7 separate regions of the Mus musculus genome follow, and all the other regions are linked to region 6. The links are chromatin contacts, called in public HiCAR-type and promoter capture Hi-C maps. All regions are on one chromosome and are shown on one strand. Each heading gives the region's core, a stretch centred on a gene start, on an enhancer-like site or on the middle of the called end of the contact. The rest is flanking DNA. Distances are from core to core; before and after follow the strand shown.

Region 1 (3,590 bases), core at 911-3,410, 1.8 Mb after region 6:
CAACAGGCCTAGTGTTTAGAGGTGATACTGGCCATAGCCAGAAGGACAGACATCCACTCAGTTATCAGGGACAGAAAAATAGGGCTGGTGTTTTTTTTTTTTTTTTTTTTTTTTCTTTTTTGGTCATTTGATCAGTCAGTCACTAAGTCCTGCTGATTTCTGAATCAGTCCACTACTTTTCATCTTCACTGACAATTTCCAGTTCAGACCACTGTCTCTTTTGTCCCTTGTACTGCAGGCAGCCTTTTATCAGGTTTCCTTGTCATCAATCTTATTCATGACTAATCCTTTTTCCATAGGAAAGTGGCTTTTGAAAACAAATTATATTGTCTTCAAAGTTTAAATAGTGGTTGCTGTTTTTAGAACACCTGGATTTTTCTTTTTAAGATTATTTTATGTATATGACTACAGTGTAGCTGTCTTCAGACATATCAGAAGGAGGGCATTGGATCCCATTACAGAAGGTTGTGAGTCACCATCTGCTTCCTGGGAATTGAACTCAGGACCTCTGGAAGAAGAGTCAGTGCTCTTAACCACTGAGCCATCTCTGCAGTCTAGAACACCTGGACTTTTAAGTCCTATTTTACAAGTTAACTAGACTACCTTTGACTAAGAAAACTACAAAGTTAGCAACTGCCGCAAACAACAGGTGGTGGTACAAGTCAGCTTCCCAGAGAGTTCTCCTTTTTGAGTACAGTTTGGGGTCTGTGCTCTAACTTGCTGGGACCACTCATGGCAGTTTAGTCTATAGGTCACTTTCTCCCATATTTCTTTGCAAATTCTTGAGCATCCTTACATTTTTTTATGGTCTTTTGAGTATTCTTTAGCTAGGTCAGCCCAGGGTGGGTTCTTGAGATGGGAATCATTCATTAGTAATGAGAAATGGAATACTTGGCCTTTTTCCGAGACAGGGTCTCTCTGTGTAGCCCTGGCTGTCCTGGAATTCACTCTGTAGACCAGGCTGGCCTTGAACTTAGAAATTTACCTGCCTCTGCCTCCCAAGTACTGGGACTAAAGGTGTGTGCCACCACAGCTGGCTATACTTGGTTATTGTGGTGGCTGGTTTTCAGTTTTTAGCTAACTACTTCCAGATAGACACGCCCATCTGATCAATGTTAGAGTGCTAGATTGTCTTTTCAAACGTGATTTTGGGAGGAAAGTTGATTTTTCTGAAGGTCACCTGATCAGGATTGTCAAGGACAAAAAGCCCTTACCAAATCAATAAAGTAGCTTCATTTTTTCTCAAATGAATTCAAAGTTTTTCATTTTACATTTTGAGACCTCCTGCTGGCTGTCATTTAGTGGCTTTCTATATTCTATAATATATTTCTATATTCTCAGAATAGGGTCTAGGCTATTAAATGGTTAAAACACTCAATTTGGTCTGGCTTCCTTTTTAACTCTACAGTGTCACCTGCTAGTCCGTCTCCCGGCCAACTGTGTTCAACCAGTCAAACATAACTTTTTTTTTTTTTTAACTATGATTTTATGAACATTGTTCCTTCTGCCTTTTTAATCCTTTTTACCTAACTAAAACGAGCTCCCCTCCCCCAACTAGCTTTCAGCTCAGGCTAACTTCAGGGAATCTATGTCTCCCTTCCCCAGCTTCGTAGGGCTTCCCCTTGTGTATGCTTCATTCATAGTATCCCGAATTCCTTCACTCACGGTGGGTACACACCCCATTCTATTCGAGTTGCCTCTTCTGCTGTGTGCATTTGTCATCTGACAGCAGGCAGGCCACTTCCAGTTCATCCATACACCTAGTTGCTCTCACAGTGCTATGGAACAAGACAGGCGTTCAATGTTACTTCTTGAAAATAGGATATATAAACACCTGGAGATATGTTGAGTGGTTGAGAGAACAGGAGACAGCCATGTCAGGAGATGGTGCAGTTACAGCGTCCTGAGCCTCTGGAATACGCAGGACTCGTCTCACCCCTCAGTTAGTGACAGTTATGCTTCAAGCAAGAATGGCGAAGACGCTCAGGGCCGTCCGTGTTGGGCCGTCCGAGTACTGAAAAGAAAACGAGCCTTTGGAGGCGCACAAAGGTGAAGGGGCAAGGCCAAGAGCTCCATTTTACTTCCCCGCTCGAAGCTCCCGAGCAGTAGCTCCAAATGTTTATCCTGGTAACAAGCTGTTGATGCGTCATCACTTAGTGCCGGGTGGAGTGGGGAGGGGAGGGAGACGAGGCCCACGCGAAGGAAGTGACGTAAGAAATGTGCGCCCCGGAGAGCGCCGGCAGGTAAGCCGGAGGAGACCATGCTTCCCCGGCGCCTCCTGTTGGTCGGGGAGGGGAATTTCTCCTTCGCCGCTTCTCTGATCGACGGCCTGGATCCCAGCGTCAGTGTTACCGCTACCGGCTTCCAGCACCGGGCGGCTCTGGAGGGAGATCCGGTAGCGCTAGAGAACCTAAAGCGCCTGCGCGAACGAGGTAGCAAGTCCCAGCCCGCCCCGAGGGCCCGCCCGGAGCGTAAGGGTGTGGCTCGCGCGGGGAACTCGAGGGCGCCTCCTGGGGGCGCTCAGGCGGATGCGCGTGTGTGCTCAGGTCTGGGCTGGGCTGCATTGTTGGCAACCCAACCATGCATTGAGTGGTGGTGTTTGTCCAGGTTTACAGATCTTAAGACGTCTTTTGGTCTCTATTTCACGCCTTTAAACCTTGCCAGGTGTCGAAGTGCGTTTTGGTGTGGACTGTACCCAGCTGTCACATGCCTTGCCAGCCGACGATAGGGATTTTGATCGAATTTATTTCAACTTCCCGCACTGTGGACGAAAAGCTGGAGTAGCTAAGAACAGGGAACTGCTTGCCAAGTTTTTCCAGAGGTGAGGCAAGACGAGTCCTGGCATAGAAAATGTTTCCAGGTTCCCATAACCAAATCACTGCACACAAACTTTGTCGTTGGGGAAATAAGTTGCTAGAATACACGAGGAAAGAAGATAAAACCCAGAGAAAACCATAATCTTGTCTTAAAGATTTACGTATAACCCTAGATGTTAAAGTATAAATTACAAGGAAAAGGCAAGTTTATTTTTCAAAAATTAGTGTGTGTATGAGTGTGGCGGTCAGAGAACAACTTACAGAAGCGGGTCCTCCTTCCATCGTGTATCCAGGAGATAGAACTTTGGCTACTAGGCTTGGTGGCAAGCACCATTACCCAAATTGTGTGTGTGTGTGTGTGTGTGTTTTTAAATATGGATATGGGTGTTTTGTCGGCATGCATGTCTGTGCAACAGTTGTGTGCCTCCTTAGAGGACATTGGTTCCCCTGGGACTAGAGTACTGATTGGTGTCGCCATCATATGGGTACTGAAAATTGAACTTTTGAACAGCTAGTGCTCTTAACTGCTGAATCTTTCAGCCCACCTCAAAAAGGTTTTAAAAAATGCAAATCGTAAGAGTCAGTATAGCTTGATGACGACAAGATTGGATTTAAGAGTCACATGGCCTAGGTTCAAATCCTAGCTCGCTGCTTACCAGTTAAAACTGTCGTCAGGTGTAGCCCTTACCTGCTTCTCCTCCCACCCCAATCTATAAACTGGCTATTAATAGCAGCTTAAAGTGATTATGAATTTAAAATAGTACTTTAACATCA
Region 2 (3,441 bases), core at 313-2,812, 1.5 Mb after region 6:
ATTAAACTAGATTACCACATAAATCATCCAAGACCTTCATCTCAACCCACTTAGTCCACAGTAAGATGTCAACAACTCTGCCCATAGTCAGCACTGTCTCTCCTGCCCTCTCTCTGTCGAGGTCTCCTCTATCCCTGGCTGGCCTCAAACTCACTAGGTAACTTAGCACGACTTCCAACTTCTGACCCTCTTGCCTCCACCTCCCAAGTCCTGAGATCTATGTAAGCAGGCACTGTGTAGTCAAGCACTCTACCTACTGTGCTACATCCCGGCTCCACCTTCCAATTCAACAAGCCCTGAGTATTAGCTATGGGATAAGAGATGAAGCAAGGAGCAGTGATAAGCACGAAGACATACATATCCTCCAGCGGCTTAAAAACGTCATTCCTCCTGACAAATAATGACCTCAGGCTCTTCTTTTCACAATCTTGCCCTCCTCTGCCTCAGCAGTTGCCTAGTGGAAACCTTACCAATGTGTTCCAGGACACTCAAGTCAGGTGAAACTTTAAACTTACTACACATGGCTGTCATTCCAGACAGAAAACAATTAGCTTAATGAATCTGTATCAGTCAACTTATCTGTGCATCCTTACTAACCTTGTGTGTAAGCTTCCTATTATAAAAATCCCTTTTGAGAGGCCGGAAGGATGGCTTAGCAGTTAAGAGTGCTTACTGCTACTGCAGAAGACCAGGGTTCAGGTCCCAGCCCACCCACGTGACAGCTCAGAAGCCTGTAACTCCAGTTTCAAGGAATCCTCTTTTGGCTTCCACAGACTCTTTCGTGCAAGCTGTGCACACAGCACACAAGCACACACAAACACAACTTTTTATTTAAATTCTTTAAACTCTTTCTTATCCCCTTCACTCTCTCCTACTGCGCACTTAGAGCAGTACAGCTCACAAGACTTTTGAAGAAAATTCTCACTGTACCCAACTTGACCACACGGAGGGGTGGGGGTAGAGGGATGACAAGTGTCAGCTGTTCCCTATGACAACCCTGTTGTTAGAAAAGGCCGTTCTCTGATGATGACATGCAGATCCAAAGAGCAAACCTTCAAGTGAGTAACGAAGCTCCCTTTGAAACCAACTCTCAGGTGCGGTCTTGTTTCTCTGGGATTCAATTCCCGACTGTGTTGCTCCTTTGGAAAGTATCAAGGCTGGTTTTACTTTTTTGGTAAAAGGGGGATGAAAACTACCTTGGGTTGCACCCGGTAGCCCATGCTCCTGTCATTGTACCTCTGGATGTGGGCAACCTCTGGAGGGAAACTCTCCAGAGTGGATCCTCCGGGATCGGAGCTATACCGCCCTCTCCCGGGTGAGTGCCGGTAGTGCAGCTCCGCACCTTCACCATTTCCTCTTCGGCCCGCCCCAGCTCGGCTCTAACCCACGCGCGTGGCCACGCCCCCCAGGGACATAGCGGGACAAGACCCGCGCGTGCGGTGACACACGTGGGCACACCCCACCTGTGCAGCCGGTGGCTCGCGCTGAAGGACACGAGGCGCGACAGTCGCGCGCGGCGACGAAGGTCACCCGCCGCGCTCATGGTCTTCGGACCGAAGACTCACAAGCTAGCGGTTCCGGCTTCCGGGACCGAGGCCAGTCCCGCCCCCGCGGCTGCGCAGTGCAAACTCGGCCCTCCCTGCCGAAAGCACTCCTGGGAGTGGTTTCGACTCGCGGCACCCTTCGGCCGACTTGGAGGCAAACACTAGCGCCCCCTGCTGTTCAGTCTTCGCTAGGCAGTCAGAAATACCTGGGGCCAGTGGGTGGGTGAGAAGCCAGAGGCCTGGATTTTTAAATTGCCAGGTTAGTTTGTGTCTTCTTCTTTCGCTTCATTTTTGACAGTCCTGGGTTTGACAAATCCAATGTCTGGGTGCCCTTATCAGATGTTCTCCAGCCCGGTACCACATTGAAAGTGTCCTTAACCAAAAAGAAACCCCAGCTAAGGATGGCAATGCACTGTCATTAGAGTTACCCTGCAGGCTGAAGCTGGGGCATTGATTTTAGGAGTCCCGATCTGTTCTAGGCAACATAGTAAAACACTAGCTTAAGTGGAAAATAAAGGAAAATTTTGACATCTCAATATCCAAGTGAGAGAATGTCATACAAAGAGACTTCCTCAAACCAGAGACAGCCAGAAAACAGATTCACCGTTCAGAGCCCTCAGAAGGAATACGCTGTTCCTGGTTTTAGATTCCTGGCTTTCAGAGTTTTTGAAATGGAAAGGTATTCCAGTGTAATCCCAACCGCTCTTGTGCAACATTTGCTGGTTCTGTGTTTAGATATTTGTCTCAGAAGGTTAGCTTCTATTAAATGTTGTCAGTCAGAGATGGCATATATCAGTGATCCCAGCACTGAGGCTGAAGCAGGAGGGTGACAAGCTCAAGGTCCGTCTCAAAAGGATAAAATCCTATACATAATTCAAATGGACACCTTTGGCAAGGCAGCCCCCACATCACCCATCCATTAATTAAATTTTAAAAACTAAATTAAAAAAAATGTTTACCCAAGTATCTTTGGCTGTCCTGGAACTTGGTCTGTAGACCAGACTGGCTTGGAACTCACCTGCCTCTGCCCCTCTGCCTCACAAATGCTCGGATTAAGGGCCTGCATTACCACCACAGTTAAGACCTTAATCCCAGATGCTTTAAGTATTAGACACATGTACTTCAGAACAACAAAATGGTCCCTGTTATCTGAAAATTCAGTTTAATGGGGGCAGTCCAACAAATAATATGTCAAGTGAAAAATTACCATTTCTGTGTCAGAGAGTAAAAGAAAGCTTCCAAGAGCAAATTAGTCTGAGATGGGTTTTAAGGAGTCCAACAGATGGGTAAATAGAAAATCCCAAGAGGAAAGAGTTTAAGCAAAGGAAATGTGGAAACGTAGCTTGCTTAATGCACAGTGACAAATTCTTGGCTACCTTGGGGTGCATGCAAAACGGAGGAGAGTGTATTGGAAATATTGACTGAAGACCAAGTAGTGGAAGAATTGTAAATGTCTTTCTACATATAACGGAAAAGAGACCCTGCCTTTCCCCTCCCATCTAGTTTTTCTCCAAGAGAAAGGAATTCCCAACTGTTAAAATAACATTTTCAGGCATAATGGAGTCTTGCTTGCCCAGATAAGTGTGGCCTACTCTCTGGTGCTATGCACACAGGAAGGAAAGGAGGAGAAGGAAGAAGAAGAGGAGGAAGAGGAGGAGGAAGAAGAAGAGGAGGAGGAGGAAGAGGAGGAGGAGGAAGCCAATCCTGGCCATCTTACATTCCGTTCTGCATCTTGCTTTCTTGTTGTAGGCTGAGCCAGGAGCAGGCCCTCTCATTCTCCTTTTCCTCTCACTTATGCACTGAGTACCACTGCTGTGTTGAGATAAAGTGAAGGTTCATGTGCAGGAAAGAGATGCATTCAGGTATGCGTGCTTCTCAGAAGTTAGAACCCATCGGG
Region 3 (3,582 bases), core at 617-3,116, 1.6 Mb after region 6:
GTAAATTATAAAGAAACAAAGAAGTGAAGAAAGAAAAAAAAATCACTGAACTTAGAAAATCGAAGGGAAAATTTTCCTTTCACCATTATGATACCCAACTATGGTGCATGTAAGGATGAAGGGATGATGTACATTAGTCTTTAAAATTGCACAAAGCTGCTCAAAATTTGTTTTCCATGAGCACCATGTTATTCAGTCTTCACGATTCTCTGTCAAGTAGTCAAGATCCATGACGGATCAGTTCCAGGACCCTAAAGGTACTAAATCCAAGTATGGCCTGGTAAAGCATTTGCCTAGCCTAAGAGCTACCCTGGATAAAGTCCCTCGGTGACATCCATGCACACACAAAGCAATCCTAGGGCGCTCATTCCTCTTTTAGACTAGTATAATATTTGTATAGAAACTATGCTCCTGTGTATTTTAAAATAGGACTGTTTTTTTAGTCAGGTTCTTAAGTGGCCTCGGCCAGCCCTTAACTCATCTTCTTACTGCCACCACCTGCCAACAGACATGCTCTTCCAGTTAGGATGAGTGAGGGTATTTAGATTAATTATAATACTTAAAACTATGCAAATGTTATGTAAATGTTACGATGGAGATTAAAATAATGACCAAAGTGGGAAAGGTCTGTACGTGATCGATACAGATACAATATGATTCCCCAGACATTTTCGGTTGGCCTTTTAACCTATGGGGATCCCCGAGTTTGGACTCTACCCCAACTCCTCAAAATCAAATTCCTTAAAGCCGTAACCTGCCCCCAGGCTGCATGGACTCAGGCAACGGGTGTGTTAGTGTCCCGGCTAGAAATCAAATCTCAAAACTCCCCAAAATTCGCTTGCAAAGATATAAACACGAAGATTTGAAGGCATCAAACACCACGTATGTCAACAGTAAAAAAATAAACTGAATTGTAAAAAAGTTTTTAGATGACCTAAATATCTCTACTCAGGACATTTTGTTTCCTACACTGTACGGAACTTTCCAAAACCCAGAAGACAACGATATTCACATGTGTAGCTAGCAGGGGCTTGGTGCCACTGTCCCGATGCTCACTCACCCCTCGATCCTGAGGAAATCAGGCATCCTGTTAGTGTGAGACGAAGAACCACTCCATTACAAGATCTCCTCCGACCCAGGAAGCCAAGGAGTCAGGGCTGAAAGGCAGCTCTGCAGCTTCACCCGAGTCCTTCGTGAAAACGCAGCCTTCCCACCGGTTACTGTGCCCTCCTCACCCGAGGCCCAGGCTACGGCTGCCTTCCCCCAGCCGAGCCCGCCCGGCGGCTCGCTCTCGGGGACCCAGGCCAGAGGAGGCGCAGGCGCGGAAAGCGGCCTGCGGGCGGGCGGACCGGGGCATTCCCCGCTCTCGCTGGGCTGGGCCGGCGCCCGGCGGCTCGCTTTCACTCCCGGGACAGAATGGGGACACAGGGCTTGGGCACGGCCTTCCGTTGGGCCCCAGGAAGTATCTAGAGTGCCTCGGGGGGAGCTTGAGGTTTCCAAGGGGACGTGGGGGAAAGCGCCCCCATGTCTGTCAGCGGGCTCCCTGCCCCGCCGCAGCCCCGGCGCTCTCGGCGGCCTTCCCTCGCAACGCCCTCCCGACACAAACACACACACACACACACACCCATACCGTGCGCCGCAGCCTCGCGTGGCGGGGTGGGAGAAAAGGTGGCGGCTTCCTTCCGGGCCGGAAGTCGTGCTCCGGAGAAACGCTTCCCTCCCACCGGAGACTCCCACAGAGCGGGCTCGCCGGTCGCCGTGGAAGCTGACGGGTGCAGGAAGGAAGGCGGCGCTCTCCCGAGAGACAAGCGGGACGGCCTGCGGAGGAGCCAGTCCGGACCCGGAGAAGAGAACCGGAACTGGATATAGAGACACAGCTCTACTTTGCGCTCTCCGGACCCAGTTAGATGGTGTACCGGGACTGGTTACCATGGTAACCGGAGTCGCAGTTTGTCGGCAAACTGAGAGAAGACGTGCGCGTTTCCCCCACGTTTGGATTAAGTGTGTATTCGTTGTTGATTTAATCTAACTTTAATATATAATTTGAAGACTCTAAACCTCTTTTTAAAAATATTGGGAACTTTCTCTTTTGCAGAAGGAGGGTGATTGAAGGAGGGCGGAATCTTTGACTATTGCTCTCACATAATGTTCCAGCTTTAAATATTAGTGTTCTTAATCCTTATCTTTTTTTTAAAGATTCATTTATTTATTATATACAGTGTTCTGCATATATAGCTCTATGTCAGAAGAGGCGCCAGATCTCATTATAGAATTGTGAGCTACCATGTGGTTGCTGGGATTTGAACTCAGGACCTCTAAAAGAGCAGTCAGTGCTCCTAACCGCTGAGCCATCTCTCCAGCCCCCTCATCTTTATTTTGAGTATATACACTGCTTGCTCAAGGCAACATAGATGTCTGAAGTTTGCAAGAACGTAAGCATACTGGCTCCAGTGCGCCTACTTTTAACTACTATACTGTCTGTCTATGTATCTGTCTCCCCCGACCCCAGTCTCTCTACCCGTCTTTCTTTCACGCACACACACACACCCCTACCTCACAATTCCAGGTCTGGAAGGCACCAAGTCAGCCAATATCCAACTATTGGAACAAAAGTCCTTTCTGTTCCCTCTGTATTTATGAAGACCAGACGGAAGTACAGGTACAACGTAGGAATTTAGGAAGTGGTTCTACTCACAGACTGTAGGAAAGCCAAGATAAAGCAGTATGGGTGTGCAATCTTTTAGTTAAGACCCGCAGCACACTTGCAAAAGCCTTCCTCCTTCCCTGAAAGAAGAAACAGGGCAGTAAATACCTTACATGCCTTTTCTCAAGTCCTGTCTCTCTGCAGGTTCCAAAGGCCTGTCTCATCACCATCATGACGGTGTCCTCAAAGGGTCTTCTTACCCACATTTCCCAGTTCTGGAATATGCTCGATGATTTGGCTGAAAATGACCCCGAGCGCTACCGGAACTTCATTCAGCAGGAGTTGAAAGATGGCAAACAGCTCTGTGTCAACCCAGAACCTCAACTCTGCATACAGACCAAGATCCTAGTATGTAGAACTGATGCAAGGAAGGAGAGGTCTTCAGTAAAACTACTCTGGGTTAGCCAGGGGATACAGTAGCCTTTTCTAGCGCTACTTTAACACAAGAGAAGTTTACTAAAACTCTCTGAACAGAAAATGAAACCACATGGAAGATTTCACTGAAGGAGTAAAAATAAGAAATTCATACTTGGTATTTTAGAAATCCCCTAATGCAACTTTATTGTCCTGATAGGTGGAAAATAGTGCTATAATTAATTAAGGTTTTTTAAATGTATTTTATATGTGTGTGGGTTCAAGAGAGTGCATGTGCAAGGACAGAGGATGACTGGGGAGCAGGCTCTCGCCTTCGATGAGGTGAGGAAAGAATTCAGGCCATCAGCCTGGAGCCAGGTGCTCTGATCCACTGAGCCATCAAACTGGCCCAGAGGCAGTGAATGTATGTTTGTTGAGACAAGTCTCTTTAAGTAGTCCTGACTGTCTGATGCTATGTAAACCAGGCTGGCCTTGAACTCTGAGATCCTCCTGCCTCTGCATCC
Region 4 (3,617 bases), core at 987-3,486, 1.9 Mb after region 6:
CCCGTGCCTGGCTGGACCCATCAGGGTCTCTCTGTGAACCCTGGCCAGCCTAGAGCTGTCTGTGCTCTCTTGCCACTGTCTCCTAAGCACTGAGACTGTGAGCATGCACCTGGGTGTACTTTTTTGGGGAGTTGGGGGACAGGGTCTTACTCCAAGGTCTGTAGCCTTGGGTGACCTGGAGCTCACTATGTAGAGCAGGCGGGTTTCAAGTTCACAAAGCCCCCACCTGCCTCTCTGTCTTCCTCGTGCTGGGGTTAAAGGCATGAACCCTTAAACATGGCTGGATCCATTTTTAAAGACAAAAAAAAAAAAAAATCCCGAGAACTCAGTCAAATTATTAAATGTTACTTAAATTTTCAAATATAAACCAACATTATGTTCTCTTAAAACTAGTCTTTATACAGCTACAAAACCAGATTTACAAGTTAAATATACATGAAGCCACAAGGCCAATATTATTAAAATCAATAATGTTGATATTTTTGTAATTTAGTATGACAAATGTGTCTGACACTAAAGCCAAGCCACGCTTTGGGAGTCTGGGCTTGCTGGCCCAAGCTCAGCTTCTCTAGGCTTTGCTCTGCTCATGCCTCCAGTTTCTCCCCCTTTTTTTTTTTTTTTTTTTTTTTACCTTGTTTAGAGCCATTGAGACTGTAATTGCATGGTACCCTCTGTCTTCCATTTTGTGCATAAAAACATATTTTTCATTTAGCTTCCACCTCTGTTCATTTCTTAGGAGCCCAGAACAATGAAAGCTGTGCTGAAACTCACGCAAATACGGGTGCTGAAATCCTGTGCAGGGCTGATTCAGGTAGTCCCTGGGGGCCAGCTAGATGGCTCAGTGGATAAAGGCATGTGTCACCAAACCTGACAACCAGAGTTCAGTTACTGGAACCCACTTGGTAGAAGTAGATAACCCACTCCGCAAGCTGTCCTCTGACTACACTTGTTCAGTGGCTCATGTGTGTACATACCACACATATACACAGTTTTTGTAATTAAAAAAGATAGCCACCCCAGCAGTCCAGACCATGCCTTAAGTAAGTGAATCTAAAAATTATCAAAATAAAACGAGAGTCTTCAAGCATTCATTCGTGGACAGAAGTTGAAAAAACAAAAACCGCAAACTGAAGTCTGTTGGTTCTCAAGCTTTGACTATGAAAGGCTATCTCCTAGTAGGCATCCCATGCTTTAAAAAGAAAAAAAAAAAAACTTACCTCCTAAGTTGCATTTATTAATGACAATTTCCTTAAGGCACAAAATAGTGTCATCTGAGAACTTGTGACAGAGCTACCAATCTAAGTTGCTTATATCTAAGTCGAAAGGAGAGATAGTTACTTTGTGCCATTCCATAGGGCAAGTGGAACATTTTCCATTAAGTTCTGTGTAAAAAGGCCCAGGCCCACCTCCTCCTGGAGTCCTTTAGGGGGACTCCTGGAGGTCTAGGGAGGCCAGTTTACACCCGCACCGAACTGGGGTGAGTAAAACTGGGCCCAGTTATGTTAGGTTGTTGTGCTTCTTGGTAAAGAAGGAAAAAAAAAGAGAAGACAATACAACAGAAGGCGCCATTCCAGTACCACACTGAAAAGAAACACAAAAACAAGAGAGCAGCATGTTTTGAACAGCTTGCGTGGAAAAAATATTGACTGGGGAGTTTGGACAGCACTGTTCATTTTCTCTCACCGCCCTCATTATTTGTCTTAAGGAGCAGGAGCCAGCCACGATTTTGGCAAACAGGCCAGAGGAAGGTGTGTGTGTGTGTGTGTGTGTGTGTGTGTGTGTGTGTGTGCGCGCGCGCGCGCGTGTAGAGGCTTGTCGCCCAAGGGGAAATTAAGACCAAGACCCAGTGGCTCAGGGCCAGCATGAAGCCTGGGGGTGGGGGTGGAGGTTGGGGTGGAGGGGGAGGTGTTAAAGCTTCTTCCTCCTGGCCTGTCTCTGAGTTCTACTTGAGGCTCGGCATCCATCATTAAGGCCCGTCTCCTTCAGAGCACAGCAAGGAGACGATGAATCCCTGCCCTTGTTTCTTTCGGCTGGGGAAAGGATGCAGGGGTTCCATTGGTTTTTTCGGCCCGCCCTTCTTCTGGAGTTCAGACCTCCAGTTCCAGCAATGGGGGTCAGGCCGGAGCCTCCACGCGCAGGGAAAAAACTTGATTCCATCAGTTCCTCGGAGCCGGCTGATTGGATTTAGCCCCGCCTGTTTGTGTGTGGGGCGTGGCCTGAGCGCGGGGCGTGGCCTGAGCGCGGGGCGTGGTCTGGGCACGGGGCCTTCGGCGGCGACCAGCCAGAGGAGGAAGAACATGGCGGGCGCAGCAGGGCCAGGGTCCGGTCCGGGGGCAGCGGGTGGAGATGGAGACGATTCGCTCTACCCGATCGCGGTTTTAATCGACGAGCTCCGCAATGAGGACGTGCAGGTACTAGGCTGGGCTGGGGAGCCGAGGCGAGGGCGGAAGCGCACATGGTAGGGAAGCGGAAAGGCCGGCTCAGCCCTGGGGGCGACCCCCGGGGTGGCAGAGTCGTATTCAGCCCCGGGACGGAGGCGTGGGGCGGCGGGTGCGCGGTGGTCCGTCTCAGCTCCGCTGCCCTCCTCCGACCCTCTGGGGTGGTGGCGTCCATCTGCTCCCGGCAGTGGGCGGGGAACCGGTTCGCACCTCGGGTGGACCAGCGCAGGCGGGCTGCGGGGCCGCCGGGAGCGGAGGAGCGGCCCCCGGCCCCCGTTCCCTTTGAAGTGATGCGGAGTGTCCGTCCCCGGGCAAACTAGCTGGGCTGGTTGGGTGGAAAGAGCGCGGCGGCTGATTAACCCAGATGAGTGGTGCATCAGTTGTGATAGAACTTTTCCCTGAAAAGGGAGGAGTTGTGCTTAACCGTTTCTTTCACCCACTTCTCTCCATCCAGAGTTCTCTCTTTTCAGACCCTCTCATTGTCCGCGTGTTTTCATTCATTCGTTTCTTCCCCGGCCCTTCAGTGTTCTCCCTAAGATAGCTTCTGGCTAATGACGTGTTAAACGGTCCTTGAGTTTTCCTAGGATTAAGATCTAAGTGAAAGGCTCATTCATCATTATACTGTGTCCCAGTATCTCACCTATTTGCTTCTTTGACCAGAATTGCAATCATCTCTTTGCTTTGTTCTCCCTCCCACTTTGTTTTTAAAGCTCCGTCTCAACAGTATTAAGAAGTTATCAACTATAGCTCTAGCACTCGGGGTAGAAAGGACTCGAACGGAACTGCTGCCTTTCCTTACAGGTTTGTGTCCCTTGAAAGATACACGCTCCATTTCTATTGGCTTTTAAACTATTTTTATTTAATTTTCTTAGTTTGTTACCTAGAGTAGCGATAAGTACTAGACTGAGCCTTGCCTTCTGCAAGGTGTATAGAAATGCTACATATAGTCAGACATACTCAAACATAAACCGTGTAGCTAGTGGGAAGGTGATTGATGTGAAATATGGATTTCTTTGTAAATGATTTATTTTATATGCATTGGTGTTTTGCCTGCATGTGAAAGTGACAGATCCCCTGGAACTGGAGTTATAGGCAGTTGTTAAGTTGCCATGTGGGTGCTGGGCATTGAACGCTGCTTCTCTGGAAGAGCAGCCAGTGCCCTTAACCACTGAGCCATCT
Region 5 (3,528 bases), core at 54-2,553, 1.7 Mb after region 6:
CATTGCAGGCCAGCCAGAGTTACACCGTGATCTCAAAAACAATTTAGCTAGCTGCTGACAACGTAGCTAACCAATCATCTCTAATAAATGGGGAGGTGGGAGGGGAGCTGCTTCTTAAAGAGAAAGAGGAAACTACCTACCAGAAGGCTAAGCTTTAGTCTATTCAGCAAAGCCACTCCCTTAGGTAAAATCTGCGTGTTTTAAGACTTACCTCTGCAATTAGATCACCCTCACTGATTTTTTCCCCTTCTTTTTTTTCCCAGCGGGCTATGGTGCCTGCCTGCATTGTAGGGGAAAGGGAAGGTAATGGAACCTGCAGAAAAAGAAGCATACATTTAAACAGGCATACTTAGCCCTCGGCGTGCTTTCATTCCACCCAAGTTCATGCAGAGTATTTACTGAGTCACATTTCAAACTGTTCACTGGAGATACAAAGGGAGATCTAGCACTCCAGAAATTCATGACTTTCAGAGGCAGGTTGATCCTCCAGTCAGTCTAGTGGATCTGAGAAAGCACGTGAGACTTCTCAGACCTTTTGCCCATAGCCGCAGGCTTAGACCTCTTTCAATAGAAAAGATGCCCACTGGGAAGGTCTTGGGCGAGGGACCGTAATAGATCTGGGAGGGAGCTGGCTGTCGGAGGCCTCTCAAGGAGGATTCCCCACGCCAAGGAGCGGGCTCTGAAGGACAACAGGCTCCAGGGTGGGTCACTCACCTTCTGATGCGGAGGGAGGCTGTAAGAGCGGCGGCTGGGCGACCCCAGGAGTTGTCGCAGCAAGCGGTTACGCGGGACAGTGCCGGAGCCGGAGCTCCAGCCGCACAAGGAGCGGACCCCATAGCGGGGGATCCCACTACCGCAACGGACCGCAGCGGGGCCAATCCGCGGGCTCCCGCATGGGGCCCCGGGGCCTTCCTTCAAGGCCGCCCACCGAGCCCTGAACCCATCCCTGGGCACAGCACTCCGCGCCCTCCGCGCACAGACGCGCCACATTACTGCCACCGACCCCCACGCCCCAAAGGCTCCGCCGTCTCCGGAGTGACCTCTCCAAGAGCAGCGCGGCTCTGCCGTCAGCCGCGCACTGCGGTCGCGCAGTGTCGTAAAAGCGGCTGCTTGGACGGGCGACCGGAACGTAGGGTTTCCGTGCCCCTCTGCGGGGGGGACGCGTCGGAGACACCCGAGAGGGACGGGAGGCTGCCGCTTAGGATCTGCGGTGACGAAGGCGCTGCGAGGCAGTGCGGGGGCGGTGCACGTTTGGGAGAAACGGGAAAGGCCCTAGGAGAGGTGTCGCAGAGGATGGGAAGTACGGACCAGGGCCGCTCTAAGGGACCCGAGAGTCGGACCGGCTGCAGCCTGAGGGCAGGGAGGCGGTGCCAAAGGGAACGACCGCCTTTGCTTTAAGAAAAAGCTGGGGAAAAGAGCCCGGGCTGACAGTAATGCAAAGCTTTAGGTCGATGGGTGCGGGCGCACCTTGGAAAGTTGGAGAAAGGAAAGGCCCTCGAGTGACGGGGGATCAGGGGGTGACCCTTGGCTGCAGAGCCCGCCCCGTGCAGGCTGTCCTAGGTCCCTAACCCACCGGAAACGGGAGCAGCAGGGTTTTCAGCCAAATGATGTGAAGGGCAGCCAAGAGAAAGGTACATTTTCACATTTCCAGTTAGTCACAGAAGACTAATTATATTTCCTCTATAAAGATACTTGTTTGTAAAAAGCAGTTTTATTACCCCCAGATTTCCACCGTATCCTCTTAAATAGCGAAAATATTTTAACACACACACATTCCTTTAATTATAGCATTACGGAGACAGAGGCAGGTGGAACCCTAGATTCCAGGACAGCCTGGTTTAATGCTGTTCATTGCCAGGCCAGCTTGGGCTACATACTGAGATTCTTTTTTTTTTTTTTTTTAAAGAAAGGTTTAAGATACAACTTTGCGAAAGTCGTTGTCGTGCTGTCCCGCAGTTCTGTGAATTCAATAGGAAAACAACAACAGAAACCTTTCTTAAACTATGGAGTAACAATGTGGGGTCAAAAGAAAAAAAATGGCAACAGTGAAAAGCTGCCGAACCCAGCCGCGCCAACCTAGGTTGTTTCTCACTACTGCTGCCTACACTGAATCCTACCGCGTCGCTGCAGCTGTGGCTGTGAGGACACCCGTGCCCTTTGTACTGCCATGCCCTCGGTGTCACACGAGGCCAGCCAACACTGCCTGAAACACCTTGGCACAGATTCCCCGTGTATGGTGTGATTCGCACTGGTTTTACTGTACAAAGTGTTCTGCTCTCACGTGAGCATAATGATTTAATTGCAGAAAGACATTTCCCACAGTTATCCCTTCTATATAAACATTATAGTAGTATAATCTTTAGGTTGAATTGTTATGAGTATTTGGATTTTAAAATTGCCGTGGCTGATTTGAATTTCATAGAAAATCAATCAGTGAATTTTGGTTTGAGATTAGGACTAAATTTTCCAGTAAATGTCTCCCTAGATTTTCCTATTCTATGTATATATATAATATATATATATATATATATATATATATATATATATATATATATATATTAAATTATGACATTATTTTCTGTGTATATGCTAACCAACTCCATCTCTCCAGACCAACACTGAGCTATCTTGCCAGCTCATATGGTACATATTTATCTGAAGCAGCATCCTCAATATTGACAACTATAAATCAACTCTATGTATTGTAGTAACTATTTAAGCGATTTTTTTTTAGACTGACAGCACAGTTCACACGGGTATCTCATTTATAGGACTAAACTATGTGTCCATCCTAAAAGAATGTCTATTGAAAATGGGTATAGACACAATGTAATTTTTTTTCAGTCACAAATAATGGGGTTTGTCATTCACAAAATGGATGCAACTTAATTAAGCAAATTAACTCGGTCTCAGATAAATATTGTATATTTTCCCTCATTTTCTATCCTAGTGTCACTGAGCAGCATCAACACTTGGTGACGTCACCTTTGTATGCTGTGCAGTCACGAACAGACCTTCTGATGCGGTACACACATCAGATTAAAAAAAAAACAAAACTTACTAATGTGTGAGGCAGATGAAGATCTTATGTGCTGTTTCTCCTTGTCTTCTGAATTAGTATAGCAGTAATCCTGCTGAGTGCTTGACTTTCAGTTATTGAGTAATGATTTATGTGCAACATTTATGCAATATGTATCCATTGGATGGGTTATGTAATTAGCCTTATCATTCCTGAACTGAAAGTGACATTAAATTAGGAGGAAGCGTGCTCTGAATGTCTACCAATTCCTCAGTGTACAGATGGTCAGAGAATACCAAGAACACAAGAAGAAATTGGGAGGACAAAAAGTTACAACTGATAGCCAGTATGGTGTACATGACTGTTGTTCTGTTGTTCAAGCACCAGATGGCCACTTTGGGGCTAGCCTGGGCTACCTACATGTACTCTATCTTAAAAAAAAAAAAATCTTAAAATTCTTAGCCCTTGAAAGGCAGAGGCAGATGGATCTCTGTTGAGTTCCAGGCCAG
Region 6 (4,017 bases), core at 1,219-3,718:
CTAGCAAGATTTTGCTGAAAGGACCCAGATATAGCTGTCTCTTGTGAGACTATGCCGGAGCCTAGCAAACACAGAAGTGGATGCTCACAGTCAGCTATTGGATGGATCACAGGGCCCCCAATGGAGGAGCTAGAGAAAGTACCCAAGGAGCTAAAGGGAAATGCAACCCTATAGGTGGAACAACAATATGAACTAACCAGTACCCCGGAGCTCTTGTCTCTAGCTGCGTATGTATCAAAAGATGGCCTAGTCGGCCATCACTGGAAAGAGAGGCCCATTGGACTTGCAAACTTTATATGCCCCAGTACAGGGGAACGCCAGGGCCCAAAAGAGGGAGTGGGTGGGTAGGGGAGTGGGGGTGGGTGGGTATGGGGGACTTTTGGGATAGCATTGGAAATGTAAATGAGGAAGATACCAAATAAAAATTTAAAAAAAAAAAAGAAAGAAAATGGGGCTAGAGAGACCGCTCAGTGGTTAAAGGCATACACTGCCCTTGTTGAGGCCCCGAGTTTGAGTCTCAGCACCCACATAAACGGTTTACTACTGGCGAGGCTTAGGAATTCAAGTTTCTTGTACTGACTTCTTTTGTTCTGTGATTTGGCTCTCCTGTGTGTACAGACACTGGACACACCTGCCTTTGATTGTATAATCAGTAATAACTTAATCAGTCTCTCTATAATTTTCTATTACTTTTTAAAACTTTATGTATAGGAGTGCTCTATCTGCATGTACAACTGAATACCAGAAGAGGGTAATAGACGGTAGATGGTTGTGAGCCACCATGTGGTTGCTGGGAATTCAACTCAGGACTCTTGTGAGTGCCCGACTCGCCAGCAAAGCAGATACCACAACAGGATCCTTCTGCACACGTTTATTGGGAGAGCTTGATTGCAGAGGCAAAAAGACCCCCACACCCAGAACTGTTGCTGCTTATATAGGCCTAGGAGAGGCGTGTCTCACACCCAGATTGGTTATGCTTTCCACCTCATTTGCATGTTCCTCATCTGATTGGCTATTCTCTCTCAGTACCTCACTGAGCCTCATTATCATACCTCATTTGCATGCCCCCCATCTGATTGGTTATTCTCTCAGTATCTCATGGAGCCTCATTATCATGCCCGGGCGAGGCAGTGACTTGGTGAAAAACTTTACTGCATATGTACACATTGGTTGTTTACCCAAACTTATGCGTGGTGGCCAGCGCCACCCTGCAACGGCACATGTGGCTTCCCACACACAGGACCTCTGGAAGAGCAGCCAGTGCTTTTTAATGCTCTTAACTACTGAGGCATCTCTCCAGGGCCCTCCCATTCTAATTTTATCAAGTCTAATGGTTCTGTCTTCAGAGAATCCTGACAAGGATGGACCTGATAGACACAGGTCCCAAATTTATTCCACATAGGAGACTAAGGCAGAAGTATAGAAAGTTCAAAGCCAGCCTGGGGAACTTAATGAGATCATCTCAAAGTGTTAAGTTTAACATGGCAGTAAAGACTTACCATCATTTGACCAGGTGGAGGCAGAGGACCAAGAATTTAAGGCCAACCACGGCTACACAGTCTGAGGCAAGTCCAATCCACGTGACATCCTGTTTCAAAAAAAACCCAAACCAATATCACCAACAATAAGAACCCTCTTCCCAAACATTAAAAGGGGTGGTAGGTGGCTTAGTGCATGAGCTAGAGTCAACACAGCTTATTACACACATGGCCTGAAAACGGGAATTTGGAACATGGGGCAACTGTTCAGGATTAAGACACGATGCTGAGCTCTGTGAAGGTCCTGGCCATTCAGTTGTCTTTATACAAACCACTCGAGTCAGTCTACGTTTCTCTTCGCGTCCCCAGATTAGGAAATGGCTAAGAGGTCTGGTGGGAAAATCTGTCAGCAGAAGGAACCCAGCAGCCTTACCAAGCTTATGGGGAGCTGGGGGCAGGCTGGACGCAGATGCAAGGCTCAGCAAGCGCGGGATGGAGTAAAAAAGGAGTCTTGGAAACCCAGAGGCCTCACCGCCCACTTCCTGGGCACCTAAGGCGGAAATAGCAACAGCTGGCGAGGCGACGCTGACCCCTTAGTTTGTGCCCGGCTGCGGTCACGTGGGCCAGAGCACGCGAAGACGCCCCGCCTCCGGCTCACGCAAACCAGGGGCGGGCGCGTGGGTGACGCCTCTGGCGCACGCTGCGGGCGTGAGCAGAGTGTATGGGCGGGGCCACCGGGGCTCTAAATTGGCGTGGGCGGAGCCTTGGGAGAGGGAACCTCGGCTGTGTGGGTGGGGCATGTAGGCGGGGTCTCCGGCGCAAGCCGCAAGATGGGTGGGAGTCGGCTGGCGGGGGTGGGGCATCCAGCGAACGCCGTGGGAGGAGCCTCTGCCGCGTGCTGTGGGTGGGGAGTGTTGGGAGCGGGCTGGCGTGGGCGGGGCTTCCATCGCGCGCCGCGGGCGGGGGCGGGACGTGTGGGCGGTGCCTCCCGGTGCTCCCGGGCTTCGGGGGCGGTGGTGGTGGCGGTGGCGACCGCGGCGAAGACGACAACGAGAGTGGGGCTACACGCGGAGGGACACCACGGCCATGACTGCGGAGCTGCAGCAGGACGACTCGGCGGGGGCGGCGGACGGCCATGGCTCGGTGAGCGGCGGGTGAGGGTAGCGGGGCCCGGGTTCCGGCTGAGAGGGGCGCGGCGGGCCAAGCGGGCGAGGGCCGACAGAGGCCGGGGCCTGCGGGCTAGGGCGAGAGCAACCCGGTCTTCCCGGGACTTTGCGAGGCTGGGTCCGCGAGCCTGTGTGAGGTTGCCTGGGTGTATAAGCCAGCTAAGGTTCCGAGCGGGATTGTGGGACCCGGTGCTAGGGACCCTAACGGGAGGGGTTGCACGTGAGATCGTAGGCAGCGAGGTCACCCCGAAGTGTGCACCGGGCCCGACCCAGCAGCTAAAAACTTCCCAAAAGCACGGCCACGGTGCCTTGTTCTGACTCTCAAATCAGTTTTATGGCAGTGGCTTCTCTGAGGCTAACGCAGACTTAAGTTATCTCACTTAAAGCCGGCGTTTATCAACAAAGTGCAAAAAAGACCCGGAGCCCCACTCCTCCCTTTTCCCGCCCCGCTTTTCATTCAGTTCTTTTTTTCCCTCGGAAACAAATCAGCTTCCCGAATTATCTCATTGATCACTGTAGGTTTTGAAGGAGGGGAGAGAAAAGCACAATGAATAGAAGGCACTTTACTATGTTCCTAGTAATATAAAAAGGTTGAAAAATATTACAAGGCTCTTAGGGCTTAGATGGTGGGCCTTTAGTAACACTGATTTGGAAAAAAAATCAAAAGGCTCATAATGTCTTTTAAAGAAACTTGGGAAGTGGGCAATTTGAGACTGTCATCCAGTTTTACTTTGGAATGTTATAACGTAACACAACATCCTCGTCCCTCAAGAACTGCACTTTTTAAATGACAAAATGGAAAACCTATACCAAGGATTCAAATACCGAGTTTGCAGTCGAGAAAATTTATAAAATATTTAGAATAAAAATTTGAGATACTGCTAAGAAAAACTCTATAATTAAATTCTATAATTAATGTCTTCTATAGTTAAATTTTAATAATTTGAGGTGCTGAGGATCAAGCCTAGGGCCTATCGCATGAGATAATCAAGCACTACACCCCCAGACTACAAGTTTAAAACATAGCAGGCTCTTTAAAATTCATGTAGAAAAAGATATCTCTAAGTCTTGGCCTGTAAAATGAAAGTAGGTGGATTTTTTTTTTTTTTTTTTTTTGGCGATCAGATAAAAATTGTTTATTACTCAACAGTGTCTTTTGGACATTGGGTCTGTATTTTTCTCTGTTTTCCTCCCCACAAGTCTACTTGTGTTGGGGACAGTGACTTATAAACAGGTGGTGAGATTTGGTTTTGAGACAGTCATATTGATACTATTTTGAGGGAGAGCAAGTCATATTTAAATTTGTTCTGGGCCCGTCATTTAAGACCACATGCCTTTCGATCAGTGGTATTTTCATTTACCTCTGTCACAGG
Region 7 (3,987 bases), core at 531-3,030, 1.6 Mb after region 6:
CCTCTACTGACCTCTTATCACCAAGGAAATGTCAAAGTATAACCTTGGACCTTTACCCTTTAATTTCAACGTTGGCCCTTAGTAATCTCATCTTGATTCGTAAGTTCTCCAGTTATGTCTTCGACCCGACTCTCAACTCTTTATCTCCTCTTCTGAATCAGCTCTTCCACCAGCAAACATCTCGCTTCAGTCTCTCTGTGGGCACTGAATTCATTTTGCTCACTCTCCTTACAGCACAGTTCTTCTGACCCCAGTGGCACAGGCCAGTAGGGGAAATTTGAAAAAAAGATGACTCTGTGGCTTACATATAAATTCCCCAGGCTCAAAATTCTGCACGGGTAACTCTGTCTTCATCAGTCTCTCTCCTGGGACTACAGATTTTTTCCTATCCGAAGCCCATCTTCCTCAGCCCTGGTACCTCAACTTCTCCTTCCTATGTGTCACTTCCTGCTGCCTAACTCAGGCCCTTGACTCTTTCTTGGCAGCCTCTCAGTTGAAGTCTGGAAAGAGAAACTTAGTGAGATGAGTTCCTGGAGCCACTGGACCATCTTAAGGGTTAGAGACCTCAGACAATTGCCTCCAGCTCTCATCAGGTCTAGAGATTCTAATTTATCTGGATGAGCGGGGAAGATGCTTTTCCACCAGTGCAATAATGTGAATATTAAATCTCCTACATGTAAATCTGGCTGCATCATTCATTCCTCCATGTGAATTCCATCCATTCAATCACAAATCACTTGTAATTGTTGAAACTACCTGAGCAGGCGAGGCACTTAAAGACCTCGTATGGCCCTCAGCCCACCCTAGCTGTTCACTCCAGCCTAGCTGGATTGCTCCCTAGTCTCATGACCATTCTATTCTCTTCACTTAGGATATTTCTCATCTCCTTCAGATGAAACTTGCATATGCAACTCAACCTTCAAGTTCCAATTTCTGGGTCACCTGCTTCTTAAGCACCGAATTCCCATTTCCTCGCTACAACTTCGGAGAGCTTTCTGGTGGCCCTTATCTTGCTGTCCTGTGTGATAAAAGGCCAGTGCACTTTACAACCTCTCCTGGCAGTATTCTTTGAATACAAAGTCTAGCTATACCTCCCCACTCCTAGCACCTAGCATGCTGCCTTACATACAATACAGCATACTATATAAGTTACTATGGTTAAATAACTTTATAATTAACTGTGCATATTGTTGCCATTTCTGGCAGTTCTATAATTAACCAATCACTGAAAATAAATCCTTGAAGTAGTAACTATAATAGAAAGCTACAGAACAAAAACCACAGGGTTTGAGACAGTTCCCCAGAATGCAAATAGGAGAACCAAACATTTGCATCCGAATACAAAGCAGTGGTTTTCAGCTGGGAAAACTCAGGATAGAGAAAAACCCTTTGAGGCATCCAGGACAAATCAGATCTCTGGGCTGAATCCTGCCCCAGTGCGTCACATTAGCTGACTGAACACTGGCTGTTCCCACAACGATGAGTACACCAATCCTGTGGTTGGTAAAACAAGCTTGCTTTCACTTCTCCCCTGTGGTGTGCTGCCTGCATCACACAAAGAGGCTTTGGAAGCCTGCTATAATCCTCAGGCCCCGGGCGCAGCAGTCCAACTGCAGACTGGTAAGTGGCCCAGGAAAGGAACGGGTAGAGGGGAGTCCCCTACCTGGGCGATGGTACACTGCCACAGGAAGAACCCTGCGGTGTCAAGAAGGCTGCTGAGGAAACGCAGAAACAGTTGAGAAATAGTATTTAACTCAGTTCTTAACTCAGGTCTTGAGATTTCTGAATCTGCAGCCACTGGCCTGATTAAGTAAATAATGAGCCTGGGTTGTCCCTGGCTCTGAGATCAAATGGGACTGGAGGGGAGGGAAAAGGAGAGGCGGGGCTCAAAACACTAACTTAGTCTCAGTTCTATGGCAAGTGTCCTAACCAACTCTAACCTTTGACATTAAAATTGGACCAATAATAGCCTCCCTCCTTAACCATTCCTTATTGGAATTTGCCCCCACCTGCCGCTAAGTCCATGGAACCAGATTCAGGGGTTCATTGTACAACTTCTCTCCTCTGAAATGATTCAGACAGAATGAAGTTTCAATTTAGACTGGCAGGCAATAGCTCACCCTTTTCCCTTTCCTCTCATCCCTTTTCTTTTACATTCATTAGGTGTTTGGGGTGGGAGGGGCGTTGTTTTTGGTTTAGTTTGCGTTGAGCTGGGTTTTCAAGACAGGGTCTTTCTGTATAGTCCTGGCTGTCTAGGAGCTCACTCTGTAGACCAGGCTGATCTCGAACTCACAGAGATCCACATGCCTCTGCCTCCTGAGTGCTGAAATTAAAGGTGATATTCATTAGTTTTATGAAAAGCATTCTCTCACAATAAAGCACAGACAGGAGACCATAAATACATATCACAGTACATAATTTTATTATTTTAACAAGTATCTTTGAGAACCTAAATAACAAACACTGCTTGGAAGCAAAAATAACAAAAAATGAGATTCAGCACCCCATTATTTTGTTATTGTTTTTTCTTTTCTTTTAATTCTAGCAATCTATGCAGAGCAGCTGGAATTCTCTGAGAGCTTAAGGACAGCCTGGCCTACAGAGTGAGTTCTAGGCCATCCAGGGTTTCATAGGTCCTGCCTCAAACAAACATGTAACTTGATGGAATGAAAATTTACAAGTTTACAAGCATCCAGGTAAAAAGATACTGCCTAATTTAAAAATACAAATTCCTTGTGGTGCCCTATTCTTATATTAGAAAATATACACAGAAAAGACCAATTGTCTATATGATAAAAAGTGGAGATAGATTTTTTTGGAGCCAACTAATGTTATATATTTCATAGACCATTTTTAATAAAATCATAAATGTGCTTTATTTGAATAGAGGAGGAATTTTTCATCTAAGAGATCCTCTGGACCAGCATTTCTCAAACCTGTGGGTCATGACCCGTTTGGGGTCAGACAACCCTTTCACAGGAGTCTCCTAAGACCATCAGAAAACACCGATATTTACATCCTGATTCATAACAGTAGCAAAATTACAGTTATGAATCAGAAATAAAAATAATTTTATGTTGAGAGTCACAACAACATGAGGAACTGTAATGGAGAGTTGCAGCATTTGGAAGGTTGAAAACCACTTCTCTAGACCAAATTCCACTTCATATTATCATAAGATAGGAGTGGCCTGCTGAAGCCATGTTTAAGCCATGATCTCCTGAGTCCCACATTACTAATTTCCTTTCCATATCATCCACTCTAACTAAAGCTTCTAAATATAATTCATAAACTTTACAAATCAATGTGGTTAATAGGTAAAAAGCCACTTGACAGCCAGACTTGTTGGAATATAACCTTAATGCTGATACTAGGTAGGGAGGTTGAGTCAGGTACACCATGAATTCACCTGGATTCCATATAGCATGACACTTAAAAAAATAAAAAAATAGCCAGGTTATAGTAACTTCCAGTTTTTATTTTTATCATAAGAAAATATTTTAAGCCAAATTTTTATTAGTCAAATATAATGGTTAAAAGTAAAAATAATCAAATGGAAATATTAAATAGTAGTAGCACACTTATATTTTATTATATGTTAAGAAACTGGACAAAATACCTTTAATGTTTTAATGTTCTTTTATAATAAAAATCAAGAAAAACACTTTAAAACTATCTCAAAAATCATCTGCTATTTAAACAAATATTGTTAAGCATAATCAAATTAACAGAGTCCTCTTTCATAGTTTAAGAAGGGCTAAGCAATTTAGGAGTAAACAATAAAGAAAAGAACATGCATATAATTTTTAATTTATATTTTTATATAATGTGCCAAATATTTGACCCTCAAAAGAAATATTACACACTTCATATTAATATCTATCTTAAAACTTCTTTTAAATTTAGAAAAAGTTACAGTTTAATATATGTTTTCTCTAGCAAGAAGAACACAGCAGTAACAGGAAAAACTTTTAGCTGGCATAGGCA

Evidence for each region. Promoter capture Hi-C pulls out the DNA fragments that hold promoters and counts their contacts. HiCAR-type assays count read pairs that join an accessible place to other places.
Region 1: a promoter capture Hi-C map of pre-B cells shows a contact between it and region 6, with 6 times the contacts expected there. The contact joins the promoter of 1110032A03Rik here to the promoter of Usp28 in region 6. A contact is called at or near these places in 6 of 39 promoter capture datasets (cranial neural crest, embryonic stem cells, erythroid cells and 3 more), 1 of 484 Hi-C or Micro-C datasets (B cells), 3 of 115 datasets of contacts at active chromatin or transcription factors (astrocytes, cardiomyocytes and pancreatic cancer cells) and 1 of 9 other capture datasets (liver).
Region 2: a contact with region 6 is called in a promoter capture Hi-C map of hippocampal neurons, with 5 times the contacts expected there. The contact joins the promoter of Pts here to the promoter of Usp28 in region 6. A contact is called at or near these places in 14 of 39 promoter capture datasets (the 3T3-L1 cell line, 3T3-L1-derived adipocytes, the C10 cell line and 10 more), 4 of 484 Hi-C or Micro-C datasets (B cells, CD4 T cells, CD8 T cells and 1 more), 7 of 115 datasets of contacts at active chromatin or transcription factors (cardiomyocytes, embryonic stem cells, extraembryonic endoderm stem cells and 4 more) and 3 of 9 other capture datasets (adipose tissue, embryonic stem cells and liver).
Region 3: a contact with region 6 is called in a HiCAR-type map of astrocytes, with 5 times the contacts expected there. The contact joins the promoter of Nkapd1 here to the promoter of Usp28 in region 6. A contact is called at or near these places in 7 of 39 promoter capture datasets (3T3-L1-derived adipocytes, cranial neural crest, erythroid cells and 4 more), 2 of 484 Hi-C or Micro-C datasets (CD4 T cells and muscle stem cells) and 5 of 115 datasets of contacts at active chromatin or transcription factors (astrocytes, embryonic stem cells, extraembryonic endoderm stem cells and 2 more).
Region 4: a contact with region 6 is called in a promoter capture Hi-C map of pre-B cells, with 8 times the contacts expected there. The contact joins the promoter of Ppp2r1b here to the promoter of Usp28 in region 6. A contact is called at or near these places in 2 of 39 promoter capture datasets (liver and pre-B cells) and 1 of 9 other capture datasets (liver).
Region 5: a contact with region 6 is called in a promoter capture Hi-C map of hippocampal neurons, with 3 times the contacts expected there. The contact joins the promoter of Dlat here to the promoter of Usp28 in region 6. A contact is called at or near these places in 5 of 39 promoter capture datasets (cranial neural crest, embryonic stem cells, hippocampal neurons and 2 more) and 4 of 115 datasets of contacts at active chromatin or transcription factors (cardiomyocytes, embryonic forebrain, embryonic stem cells and 1 more).
Region 7: a contact with region 6 is called in a promoter capture Hi-C map of the C10 cell line. The contact joins the promoter of Bco2 here to the promoter of Usp28 in region 6. A contact is called at or near these places in 6 of 39 promoter capture datasets (the 3T3-L1 cell line, the C10 cell line, cranial neural crest and 2 more) and 2 of 115 datasets of contacts at active chromatin or transcription factors (astrocytes and epiblast stem cells).

What each region holds. Positions count from the first base shown.
Region 1 is chr9:50,766,024-50,769,613 of GRCm38.p6, forward strand. 1110032A03Rik (RIKEN cDNA 1110032A03 gene) reads right to left here and starts at 2,161. Exons shown (of 4, transcript NM_023483.4): 1 at 1,835-2,161. The coding sequence starts at 1,876. It overlaps Fdxacb1 (ferredoxin-fold anticodon binding domain containing 1), which reads left to right and starts at 2,215. Exons shown (of 5, transcript NM_198675.2): 1 at 2,215-2,432; 2 at 2,665-2,821. The coding sequence starts at 2,261.
Region 2 is chr9:50,527,094-50,530,534 of GRCm38.p6, forward strand. It overlaps Pts (6-pyruvoyl-tetrahydropterin synthase), which reads right to left and starts at 1,563. Exons shown (of 6, transcript NM_011220.3): 1 at 1,464-1,563. The coding sequence starts at 1,543.
Region 3 is chr9:50,615,598-50,619,179 of GRCm38.p6, forward strand. It overlaps Nkapd1 (NKAP domain containing 1), which reads right to left and starts at 1,867. Exons shown (of 6, transcript NM_212449.2): 1 at 1,631-1,867. Pih1d2 (PIH1 domain containing 2) reads left to right here and starts at 1,724. Exons shown (of 6, transcript NM_028300.2): 1 at 1,724-2,001; 2 at 2,849-3,052. The coding sequence starts at 2,876.
Region 4 is chr9:50,854,688-50,858,304 of GRCm38.p6, forward strand. Ppp2r1b (protein phosphatase 2, regulatory subunit A, beta) reads left to right here and starts at 2,237. Exons shown (of 15, transcript NM_028614.3): 1 at 2,237-2,411; 2 at 3,149-3,239. The coding sequence starts at 2,298.
Region 5 is chr9:50,658,477-50,662,004 of GRCm38.p6, forward strand. Dlat (dihydrolipoamide S-acetyltransferase (E2 component of pyruvate dehydrogenase complex)) reads right to left here and starts at 1,304. Exons shown (of 14, transcript NM_145614.4): 1 at 715-1,304; 2 at 212-313. The coding sequence starts at 990.
Region 6 is chr9:48,982,917-48,986,933 of GRCm38.p6, forward strand. Usp28 (ubiquitin specific peptidase 28) reads left to right here and starts at 2,469. Exons shown (of 25, transcript NM_001359739.1): 1 at 2,469-2,621. The coding sequence starts at 2,565. Gm51673 (a long non-coding RNA gene) reads right to left here and starts at 2,213. Exons shown (of 3, transcript XR_003948157.1): 1 at 1,912-2,213; 2 at 1,500-1,588.
Region 7 is chr9:50,553,358-50,557,344 of GRCm38.p6, forward strand. It overlaps Bco2 (beta-carotene oxygenase 2), which reads right to left and starts at 1,781. Exons shown (of 12, transcript NM_133217.3): 1 at 1,664-1,781. Il18 (interleukin 18) reads left to right here and starts at 1,343. Exons shown (of 7, transcript NM_001357221.1): 1 at 1,343-1,620. Tex12 (testis expressed 12) reads right to left here. Exons shown (of 5, transcript NM_025687.3): 5 at 3,791-3,987.